4 separate regions of the Drosophila melanogaster genome follow, and all the other regions are linked to region 2. A link is a contact called in public Hi-C data. All regions are on one chromosome and are shown on one strand. The core of a region is the stretch at or near the end of the contact, and the rest is flanking DNA. Distances in the headings are between cores, read along the strand shown. Region 1 holds the start of CG2017. Region 2 holds the start of Rm62 (Rm62,). Region 3 holds the start of dgrn (degringolade). Region 4 holds the start of Sec8 (Secretory 8).

Evidence for each region. Hi-C and Micro-C count contacts between places; a contact is called where the count stands out from the background.
Region 1: a Hi-C map of the Kc167 cell line shows a contact between it and region 2, with 1.8 times the contacts expected there. The contact joins the promoter of CG2017 here to the promoter of Rm62 in region 2. A contact is called at or near these places in 23 of 107 Hi-C or Micro-C datasets (the Clone 8 cell line, the D17-c3 cell line, the Kc167 cell line and 10 more) and 5 of 6 datasets of contacts at active chromatin or transcription factors (the Kc167 cell line and the S2 cell line).
Region 3: a contact with region 2 is called in a Hi-C map of the Kc167 cell line, with 3 times the contacts expected there. The contact joins the promoter of dgrn here to the promoter of Rm62 in region 2. A contact is called at or near these places in 5 of 107 Hi-C or Micro-C datasets (the D17-c3 cell line, the Kc167 cell line, the ML-DmBG3-c2 cell line and 1 more) and 1 of 6 datasets of contacts at active chromatin or transcription factors (the S2 cell line).
Region 4: a Hi-C map of the Kc167 cell line shows a contact between it and region 2, with 2.3 times the contacts expected there. The contact joins the promoter of Sec8 here to the promoter of Rm62 in region 2. A contact is called at or near these places in 7 of 107 Hi-C or Micro-C datasets (the D17-c3 cell line, the Kc167 cell line, the S2 cell line and 2 more).

What each region holds. Positions count from the first base shown.
Region 1 is chr3R:5,861,058-5,863,757 of dm6, forward strand. CG2017 reads right to left here and starts at 1,348. Exons shown (of 4, transcript NM_169117.2): 1 at 1,314-1,348. It overlaps side-III (sidestep III), which reads right to left. Exons shown (of 18, transcript NM_001043216.2): 18 at 1,808-2,700.
Region 2 is chr3R:6,007,152-6,009,851 of dm6, forward strand. It overlaps Rm62 (Rm62,), which reads right to left and starts at 1,428. Exons shown (of 7, transcript NM_001260010.1): 1 at 1,400-1,428; 2 at 886-1,155. The coding sequence starts at 887.
Region 3 is chr3R:5,823,275-5,825,974 of dm6, forward strand. dgrn (degringolade) reads left to right here and starts at 1,341. Exons shown (of 4, transcript NM_169112.2): 1 at 1,341-1,701; 2 at 1,783-2,170; 3 at 2,225-2,314; 4 at 2,531-2,700. The coding sequence starts at 1,675. Sec20 (Secretory 20) reads right to left here and starts at 1,230. Exons shown (of 2, transcript NM_141338.3): 1 at 1,087-1,230; 2 at 1-1,033. The coding sequence starts at 1,167. The coding sequence ends at 431.
Region 4 is chr3R:5,757,688-5,760,387 of dm6, forward strand. It overlaps Sec8 (Secretory 8), which reads right to left and starts at 1,310. Exons shown (of 9, transcript NM_169098.4): 1 at 1,075-1,310; 2 at 462-802; 3 at 1-402. The coding sequence starts at 1,131. CG2082 reads right to left here. Exons shown (of 9, transcript NM_001260006.1): 8 at 2,474-2,684; 9 at 993-1,163. The coding sequence ends at 1,009.

The DNA.
Region 1 (2,700 bases), core at 98-2,597, 150 kb before region 2:
TAAAGCAGCTCCTATTTGCGCGCGACGCTGGCACAAAATATCGATTTTGGCTGCGCTTTTCATTTGCCCAGGTCGAATTTGTTGTTCGTTCGGCTATCTGGGTTCTGAGTGCTGTGCTTTGTAGTTGTAGTTCGTAGTTGTGTGCGTACTTGTGCTCTCCGCTTTTGGGTGCCTTTCGATTTTGTTTATAACCTGCTCCCGATTGTTTTGCTTTGTTGACCGAAGAACAAGCACCTGAATACTTCAAAAGCTTTCGCAATACCTTACCCTAGGGCGTTTGAGTTCTTTCATGGAACGTATTTTTTGTTTAGCAAGTGGGGGTTGAGCTTAAAAAAATTAACTTAGTGAATTTCCACAAGAAGAAAGTTACCTAAATATTTAATGCGGGATGTTATTACGAACCTATTTAATTACTAAAGCTAACGATAAATGGTAAATTTATAGGTTTTAATTCTAATTACTTTATTTTTGCAATTAGAAGGCAGGATATACAATGTTTAATTACGTCACACGCCATTACGTCCTTCGACACTGGAACTATAAAAGTTAACTTTTTCACGATTTTGATGCGAAGCCGCGACGTTTGATAATTTTATTCAACAATTAATGCTTGGCTTTCCACAATTCAAACACACCTCTTTAGTTCTACGATTGTTGTTCAAATAAGGAAACTTAGTTTAAAAACGAACCTTCTTAATTGTGAGATAACTCCCACACAATTAAATTATTACGTTTTATGTAGATACGCAATCTGTGTTGCGTAGCGGATTTCTGATCGACCAGACCCTTTCCTTTTTCGGCGCGTAGTTTTGACAGCTTTTCGCGTCTTGTCCTCGCCGCGTTTGCTTCGCATTTGATTTTCTACACAAGCGCTTTTGTTTTGACCGCGTCAGCTGCGTTATTATTCTCTATCTCTATCTCGAAATTGATTGAGGACGCTTCGCGGAAAGCTCCTTTCCGTTTGAATTCCGGGAAGTAACTGTCGCGTTTACCGAATTCATGCAACCAACAAACAAAAGCTTGGCAAGCATAGAGCGGAATTTCACAAGAAACAAAAATCGCGCTGCGATTTCATCAGCAAAACAAAAATGGAGTCAATGTGCTGCACTTACGCAGTTGCTGATGCAATACTGCGCCACAATGCGCGGATCTTCAATGGTCTCTGTGTGGGTGTTGCTGTTCGTGTTCGATTCACGTTGCCATGGCAATTTTGCACTCATGTGGGTTAAGCACTCACAACACACTTCAAATTTCGGGGACGCCAAAGTTGCGCCAGCAATCCAATCAATTATTATAAACCATAAACTTCCTACATTTTGTGACTCCGACAAACAGATGTTTATGCTCGCCACGCGTTAGTCCCTTTTGGACACTGACCTATCCAGTTGCTGCGCACCCTTACCAACACTGGCTGACGGGGCGTCCATTGTGAACGGCACACATTTTTCAAATTTAAATAGTAACGTATTTTTAACAATAAATGGGGTTGCGAAGGCGGTCATCTGCATGTCCTACATTTCCATACTTTACTTTAGTACTTTAGTGTTGAGAATTCGTTTTGGTAAATTTTACTCAAATAAGTTTATTAGCCAGCATAGAACTTAATTCCAATCTCGATGGAGCTATCTTGCAAGCTCAAAAACATCTGCTTTGCTACAAAATAATTTTGTATTGGTATCAAAAAATCATTCAAATGAGTGAAGATATGGTAACGTTTTTAGATTGCTAAAAAAAGAATTTAGGAAACCTTGTGCCTCCCAGCAATGAAAATACAACTCGAATTGCTTTAATTCAAACTCAATGTATTCTCATTAATATATTTACGTTTTATTCCTTATCATTAACATTATTACTTTATCACAAATATTTTAAGCATTTTTACATATGTAGTCAGTTACAATGATGTGTATATGTATGTATGTCTGTCTGTTTTCGGGACTTGGGCTTGCATGTATGTATGTACATCGTTGACCTCTCTGAGGCTCATAAAATAGTATCTGCTGACCTCGACATGGATCATGGGGATGTCGTGATGCTACAGGTTGTTGGGGATCGTTTTAAAATTGCACTACTGGCACTCGATTTTGGTTATCTACAGCGGGGACCTTTACTATATATGTATAAACTTGGAGGAAGTTTACGATTTGCTCTACCAGTTACCTGGATGCTATAACTTTTACATTTAAACATTATGACATTACATTGATTTTACTAATCGCTATCGATGACTTAGCATATACATTTCTTTTTTTCAATTACGTTTTTTCGATAGAAAGTCAAGAACTGAATCGCCCAACTGATATGACAAACGTTAGAACACTTATAGTCGTTTAGCCCTTGTCTTGAGTATGATATAGTCGTATAGCATTTCCGATGTGCTAATGCCTTGATAACAATTGCCAATGAAAGGGGGATGATAGGGTGGTGGGGGGGTGGGGGCTACGCTCCCCTCTTGAACTGCCCCAATCCTGCGAGCTGGGCCGACCCATTCAATATCCAATAAATAATGCTCAAGAATACATTCGTTGTGTATGTGTGTGTGTGTGTGCGTGCTCAGGTCCAACTGGTTGGCGTTCGTCAATGAGGTGTCTGTCTGTCGGAATTGGCCGGAATCGGGCCCATCAAATGGCCATCTGGAAGTGGAACTCCGTGCCTTTTATCCCTCTTATCGCTCGACCCGCATAAATCATTTTATTAGCT
Region 2 (2,700 bases), core at 178-2,677:
GATAAAATGCATTTTTGATAATCTGTAAGTTAAATGTGTTTGCATGGAACCTTTACTTATAGTGTAGAGAAAATTTTAAGAGAATAACCCTACTTTTCCCTAAAATTGTCCTCAGTATACAGAATTATACTGAAATTATATATTTCAATGTACGCATTAGATAACCAAACGAAGCAAACCATTAACCCCATTCACTTCCCAAATTAAGCATAGTAAGTATAAATCTATGTCGGGATGGTTACATCAAATTATAAAATTGCCAATACCAAAAACATCGCGATATCTCTACAAAACCTCGTGTGAGCCATGGAAAGAATGTGATGGAAAGGCATGCTGGCGAGTGAGCAGGACGGCGCTAGTCAGTGACAGCCGCCGACTGTTATACGCTCGCACACACTGTTCGAACTGTTCTACGAGCACGAGAAAATGCCGCCGTCAACAGGCATTCACGCATACAAGCAAGTCCGTATGTGCCGCTGTGTGAGTGCGCGTGTTCATGTTCGGGGCATACAGACAAATTAAAACGCTATAAAATAGCAAACGAAGCAAGAACACGTTTCACAAATCAGGCAAATTCTTTTTATGACGTGCGCTGTCGTTCTTGTTGCTTTTGCTACTCCTTTGCGGATGTGCGGGGGCAAACACAAAGAAAAAAACAACAAATGGCTGAAAACCTCACCTCCGACTGACAAAATTTAGCAAACCATGTGTTTTTCTCTCTCTCCCCAAACTCTCTCTTTCGCTCACACTAATTACTCATCACCTCGCTTCGTAGGTGTACAGAAAAAAAAAAAAAAAAAGAGGAATGGCACGAAGGGTGATAAAATGGCGACAGTGAGTGGAAAAAACCAACGCATTTCATATGAAATCTTGCGGCGTACTCACATTACTCCTTCAATTTTGATTTCCTCAGTTCTTTCGTCGGGATCGTTGAAAAGCGATTTCCTCGTCCTCGTCCGCTGCTCTGCTTTCGGGATGGAATCTACGTAGTCGTCTGAATCTGGTTTCGAGCTGTCTCGAAACGCACGCTGCGACTGAGCTTGGAGACTACTATATGTGCTTGGGAACAGTATTGTCTCACGATTCCTGCGACTCCCGTGGAACTGTTGTCGTTGTTCGGTGCAGAGCGAAGAAGAAGAAGCGAAAGTGCCGCTGCTGCTGGCGGAGGAGAAAAGAAAATGGCGACGTTGCGTTATACATTTCTCGGAGCTCGCGCCACTTCTCGGGGAAATCAATAGCAAGTTGCCCCAGCCGCAGGCAGTCGGTCGGGGCGTGGCGCCGCCCACCCGGGGGGCTATGTATTGCACAAGCTTAAGCATTTTCCCGAAGACTTAGCTTCAATGCGGTTATGCTAATGACGGATTTATCCTACGCAGCGCGGCATCCGCGCGTGTCTTACCTAACCTCGTCCAAAATTAGAGTGACCCTAGATGGAGGGGAAAAATCGGTCGAGAAGTTGGTGTGACCGCAGCGGGCTCGCATGAAAACGTCTATTAGAGTGACCACCTGGTTGCTATCGATAATCAGCTGAACGCGGTGTATTTACTTGCCCGCTAAGTTTTTAATATTTAAGATTCTGCTGAAACGAACTTTAAATATATCTCGTCGTCGGTCCGTACTCCTAATATTCGGAAATGTCTTAAATTTCCTAGCTATCGATAATCAGCTGAACGCGGTGTATTTACTTGCCCGCTAAGTTTTTAATATTTAAGATTCTGCTGAAACGAACTTTAAATGTATCTCGTCGTCGGTCCGTACTCCTAATATTCGGAAATGTCTTAAATTTCCTAGCCTACCAAAACGTAGTCTGTGCGGAGATTAGTAAATATACCTTAACAAATATAAGCATAAAACAACTTTCTGTGTTGAGCATTTAGCAAAGACTCACCCCATTTGTGGTTTATTTAACATTTTCAATTAATACAAATTTTTTGAAATCTACCAAAAGCGCAAATCTCGCATCATTTTTACTAATATTTTAAAGAATTAAAATAAGGTTGGCTCAATATTCTGAAAGGAAAAATATATCCTATTATTTATAAGAAAATATAATATTGTACAACACACAGAATTTTCATCATTAATTTCAAAATTTCATAGAACTTGCTTGTTGACCATTTCAAGTCTATAAAAAGTAATACTTATTAAAGAAATCTTATAATTTACACATAATTTTATTGCTTACATCTAAAAAATGAGTCTGAAAGAAATCGAAAATTTCACTCGAGTTTTAGCGAATTAAATTGAAAGAATCATAGTTATGATTGGAAATAGCTAAATATAGATATTATGCTGGAAAATAAAATGGCATCTATGGAGGATTAAGTAGCCACATATATTAACACCAGTAAAGAATGCACTTATTTTTCAAAATGCCAAAAATTGAAATTTACGGCACTTTAATGAAAATGAGTATCTGTAAGCTCTTACAAATTTACCAACTACCTCACTGTACTTTATTTAAATATCTTACCACGAACTATCGTATATCGTAATTGTACTGTAAAGGCCATGGTCAATCGGTTTTAAAATTCGGAGAGAACCCTCTCCAAAAGGTGGAGTTGCTGTGTGACATTTTTAACAAATCAATTGATAAAGACAAAAATAGCAGATAACACGTAGCCACCCAAACATCCAGTTCATATGTCCTTCTTCAGTACTAAAATTCCCTGCCGCACTTTTCCTTGGGAGTGTTCAAAA
Region 3 (2,700 bases), core at 91-2,590, 180 kb before region 2:
AAAATAATATAGATTTAAAGCCAAAGAACTTCTAAGGTGAAGGGCATATTTTGTCAAATTTACAATGCATGTGAATACGTGTGCACACATACAGATGTCTGCTATCACTTTGTGCGTTGAAAAGAGCTGTTCGCTGTAGCGCTCTTCGCTCTCTCGCTCTCTAACAAAAATTCGAGAGAGCCTGGAGCCACCTCTAGAGCCACGGCCAAAAAATCGTGTGCCAAAAAATCGTATGGCGTTACGCATCTTGTTATTCTAGGGTCTTTGGCTGTACCACGTTTACAACTTAGGCAAATCACTAAATAATATAAATATAGGAGCTGTGCTTACAAGGTATGGTCATGTGCTAAGCTTAATCTAGCTATACCTAGACAACAGAAGCGACAACCTTAAGCTATTTTGGGAACGGGTTTTGTCCATTTGTGGAGTCTTAGAAGAGTCGCTTTTGGACGATGTAAAAGACACAGGCGAGGAACAAGGAGAAGGCGAAGAAGAGCAGCATTTTGTCAGTGCACTCGCGTCGTCCGTACTTTTTGAGCAGCTTGCCGGACATGCTAATGCTGCCGGCCGTGTGGTGCAGTTCGTCGCTGGTGGCCTCCACATTTTGCGACGAGGCCACGAGCGTTTCCAGGGTGATGGCGCTCTTCTGGGTGGTCTCCGAGAGGTGCCGCGATATAGCCAGCATCTTCTCGGTCACGTCGTTCTCCTGCGAAACCAGACTGCCCTGGTTGTGCCGCGCCCGTGTTGTGGTTCGTTGGCGTAGCTCACTCTCGCCGGTAATGGCCATTAACTCCTCCCGATTGGCCTTCTCGATCTCCAGCATCGTGGACACGTTTGCTTTTCGGAACGCCTGCAGCGTTTTGGAGAACTGATCACGGTGGTCGTCCACTTCATTGGCCAGCGCAGAGTCTGCCGTGTCCCGCGCCCAGTCGTCCAGCCGCTCGATGCTTTTGCGGATAGCAGACAGTTTGGAGCGGCCCGCTTCGTTCAGCTCCTCGAGTTCGGCGATGGAGGTGCGGCTGTTCAGGATGTCCTAAAAACAGAAGCTCGGTAATGAGGGTTTCTCTTCAGATAGCGGAGACTTACGTGTATTATTGCCTTAGCCTGCAGATTGTTATCGATAAGGTCCTGCCGTATGGCCTGTAATGTAAACGCATCCTTGTCCATGTCTCCAACTTTGTTTTGTTTCGAAAATATTCTATTATTCTGCTTTGGTGACGTGCATTTAACGTTAATTCCCGCAATTTTCTAACACTACCACGGCACGGTATATATCGATGGCATTTAATCGCCTAAAAAATATCGTTTACATAGTGATGGTATGGTTTTGTAATGTCGACATATTTATATACATTTCTTATAATTATTTTGTTATCAAAGAATTTCGCCGAAACGGAAATTTTATTTTTAATAAATTATTGATTTTTATTGAATTACAAGTGTCATTCTAAACAGCATTGTATAATACCGCAAAAATCGATAGTCGATCTTAAATCCTTGTTCCCGAATGTCCGTAAAGTGTCATCTTTAAAATAACCGAATGGTCGCGTGAAAGGAGGAAACTATTTTGCACATTTCAATCTGCACTAAAGCACATGTATATCTGGGTTCACCTGCTTTTGTCTTTACTACGAAATCATTTCACAAGTTTCCTGGTCATTTGTTGCTCGAACAATGTCAGATTCGACTATTTTCCGTTTTGTAAGTATACCCTGGACTTTAAACTAGTTAATTCCGATTTATGATTGATTTATTTAGTAGAACTCATCCATTCTTGATCAGTCAGCGGACAGCAACGTATCCAGTTCGAGCTCCAATTCCAGTGTATCCGACTCTTCTGTGGACTCCCATTCATCCATAGAATCCAATTCGGGACACAATACATCCGTGGAATCTCAGTCATCCGCGGAATCTGATTCATCCGCTGATTCCCATTCGTCCTTGGAACGCCCATCCCCAGTGGAGCGTGATTTATCTGTGGAATCAGACTCATCTTCAGCCACCAATACCAGCGAATCTTCAGTCGGAGAAGCTTCAAACCAACTGCAGTCACCGCAAAGCAATAACCCCTTAAATATGGCTAACTTGTCTGTCTCGACTGAAGATGCTCATTCGCAGATCAGATCACTTACCCAGGATGTGATCCAGATGGAAGCAGAGTTGGATCGCAGTATGTCACTCCATAATCATTACGAAGTTTTCTGTTAATTGTTTCATATTTCAGTGAATCGCTACTGCGAGGAAGTTGTGGCACAGATTGACACCTTCGCCACGAGAACCTCAACGCCAACAACTCGTAGAATTCGCCGCAGAAGTAAGTGCAGATCAAAATGAACGCATCTGGGTTTCACAATGAACAATGTTTTTAATTCCACAATAACCAATGACATAGTTCTTTCTATAACCCTGCCGGGTTACTTACTTTTGAAGGCAAAATTTATCTATATTTTTTAAAATTTTGTGAAAACCAGATAGCTTTCGCGGATAGAGCTAGCAATAAACCGAATACCGTTTCTTACTTTTTCCGTAGCGAGTCCAGTAGAAGTGATAGATCTGTCCCATTTGGACCGTGCACCACCTGTTCGATCCGCTCGGAATCGTGATCCCGATGCTTTCATCGATCTATGCACCCCCGAAGGCCCAAGAAGTCGCACAGTGAATCTTCACTCCAACGACTCCCTCACCATTCTGCCACGTCGG
Region 4 (2,700 bases), core at 60-2,559, 250 kb before region 2:
GCGTCTTCGATAACCTCTGCCTTGTCCAAATCGAAGCTCTGCGCCATTTCGGCCAGCGCTTTGCGCACTCGAGCATTGGCCTCGATGCGATCCGTAGAGCGACGAGCACCTATTCCCCGAGTAAAACTGGAATTCAGCCTACTGGAGTTGGTGCGTTGGAACGAAGAGAGGGCCTCGTTGGCCGAGTTGGTGTACACCTGGGTGACCAGTTCCTCGTGCAGCCGCTGATACAGCTGCTGGCGTCGGGTTTGCAGGTCAGTTCGCAAATCTGACAAGCCCTCGACGGCCTGTAAGGGTCCATTGAGGGTGGTCAGGGCATCAGTTAGGGCCTTGCTGGCGTGCAGATACTGTCGTTTGGCGGTGTAGCCCACCACCCTTTGAGGCACTTTGCGCAGCTCCTGGCTGTAAAGGAACGATATAGTTAGCGCGTTTCAATGAACAACAAGGGCAGCGTGACCTACATTTGCTCCAGCATCTCCAGAACGTACTTGTGCTGCACCGCATCCATCCACATCTTCCGGAGCTCATCGCGCCGGCACTGCAGCAGCCGCTTGCAGACACCAAGGTTCTCCTTGACTGCATGAATCCGCTCCCGGCTGGCCGTCACCTCCGAGGACACCTGGCTGAACAGGGGCAGCACCTGGGTAAGCTGCTGGTCGTGCCGCGAGACCAGCTCGTTCAAGCGCAGATCCGAGCGCTTGAATTCCGCCTCGATCTTCTGCTTCTCCTTCTGGCGCTCCTCGGTGGTCTCGCTGAATCCCAGGGACTTGATGACGTTGACCAGGAAGCCACATCCTGCGGACTGCAAAAGTAAGCCGGCCACCGGGAATTACTCATGGTTTATCTAAGAAAAGCAATATCGCTAAGCGAAAAGAGGGCGTGCGGCAGCAACAACAACCAGATGGTGTCGTCATCAACTTTGGACCCGCAACTTTGGGACAGGCAAACGGCCCCTAAAAAACTATTATCTACGAAGGAAAACACAAGCAGGCGCGGTTCCAGATGGGTTTATTGCTTGGAAAAACTGTGACGCGAGATGAACACCATTTTCAGCGAGGGCTTGAAGAAATTTACCTCATCCTTGCCGTACTTCACACCCCTAGGGGGCTTCGTGGGCGGTGGGGCGTCCATGTACACGTTGTTGAAGGAGAAGATGTGCTTGGCTGGTTGGTGGGCGACGGGTCAAAAAGGGACACAGGTTAGCTCAGTATCAACATTATTTTCCAGCAACTGCTCGTAAATTTGTTGTTAAAATAAGCACTTAAGCACCAGAGTGACCATTTGAGCAGTGCAAGAAATACCACAGGCTTGTCAAACTATCGTTTGGATTAGTGATGGACAATTTTGTAGAGATGGGCGTTCTATTCTATTTTTGAATTTTCAATATTAAGCGCCCAAAAACAACGTTTTCAAAGTCACGTTTAAGAATAAAATGAAAGTTATTTAGTGGGCTTAATGCACATGATTTAAATGAATAAAGCCAGCAATTATGAGTGAAAAGGTGGGCCCACCAAAACATCCGATAATTTGACAGCCATGCAAAATGTGTAAGATATTTAGTAACAAATTAAAACTCAGCATAGGCGTTTTCATTTAACTTTATTGTGTAACGGTGTAGTTGCATCTACTTATCTGAGTGCTTGGTCGACTTAAATGTCTTCACTAAATGTTAAGCTAAAGCCAATGCGATAAAACAATTTTTAATACTCGCTTTGAAAAACGCATGACACCTACATGACAATTAATATTCTTTGGTTTTCGAATTGCTTTTGGTTTTGATTGTTTACACATACATACGAGTATATATAATCCGTGTGCATCTTTCGCAAAGCTGGTCTCAACTTAGACTGTTCGAACTTTGTATATGATTTTTTCTGTTTTTCTTTTATTTACTAAAATAGCAACATTTGAGACTGTTCACTATAGAAAGTTTAGAAAGTTGAAGGGTGACAGAGTAGAGGAGTAACATTTGGGATTTTTCCATTCTAGTTTCTACGTGTTTAGGTACAGTTTACTATTCGGAGGTATTAAATAGATTGCGTTTTATAGTTCGTGTTTAGCAGTTGTGATAAGTTCGGTCGAGTTGAAGATTTAGATATGGATGTTTGAACATTGTTTCAGATTCTTAGGTGGGCTTCTTGGGGTTACATACATAAGACTAATCCTAAGTACACAGTGTAAATACAGTTTTCGGCTTATTTCCGTCCATTCGGATTCGGATGGTCAATGTGTTGTTGTTGGGTTTGCTACTCTTTAAAAACTTTAAGCGATTACTAATTAGAATTTGGCCTAAAATCCGCGGAAAAGCGGTTACACTTGGGATGATTGTTTGGCTCTGGGTTCACACATATACGTTTTGCTCAGACTAAAGGTATTTTACCAGTTTAAGTAGTTTAAATACGCAATCAAGCTTAATCTACCAACGTGGGCGTGGCGTGGTCTCGTCTAATTTACTCCTTCTTGGGCAACTCACTGTTCATGATGCTGAGCCGGCGGATGTTGGGCTTGTCATAATCCTCCATCGAGATGCCGCGCGACAGGCGCCGCGATCCGTTGGCCCCCTCCAGCGATCCGGAGCTAGCCGTGGAGAAGGCGCGTCCGCGATCCACGCCTGGCATCACCACCGACGTGAGCAGCCCCTGTCCCTTGCAGAACAGCAGAATGGATTGGGCCACCTTTCCGGGCTGGAAAATTTTCGGA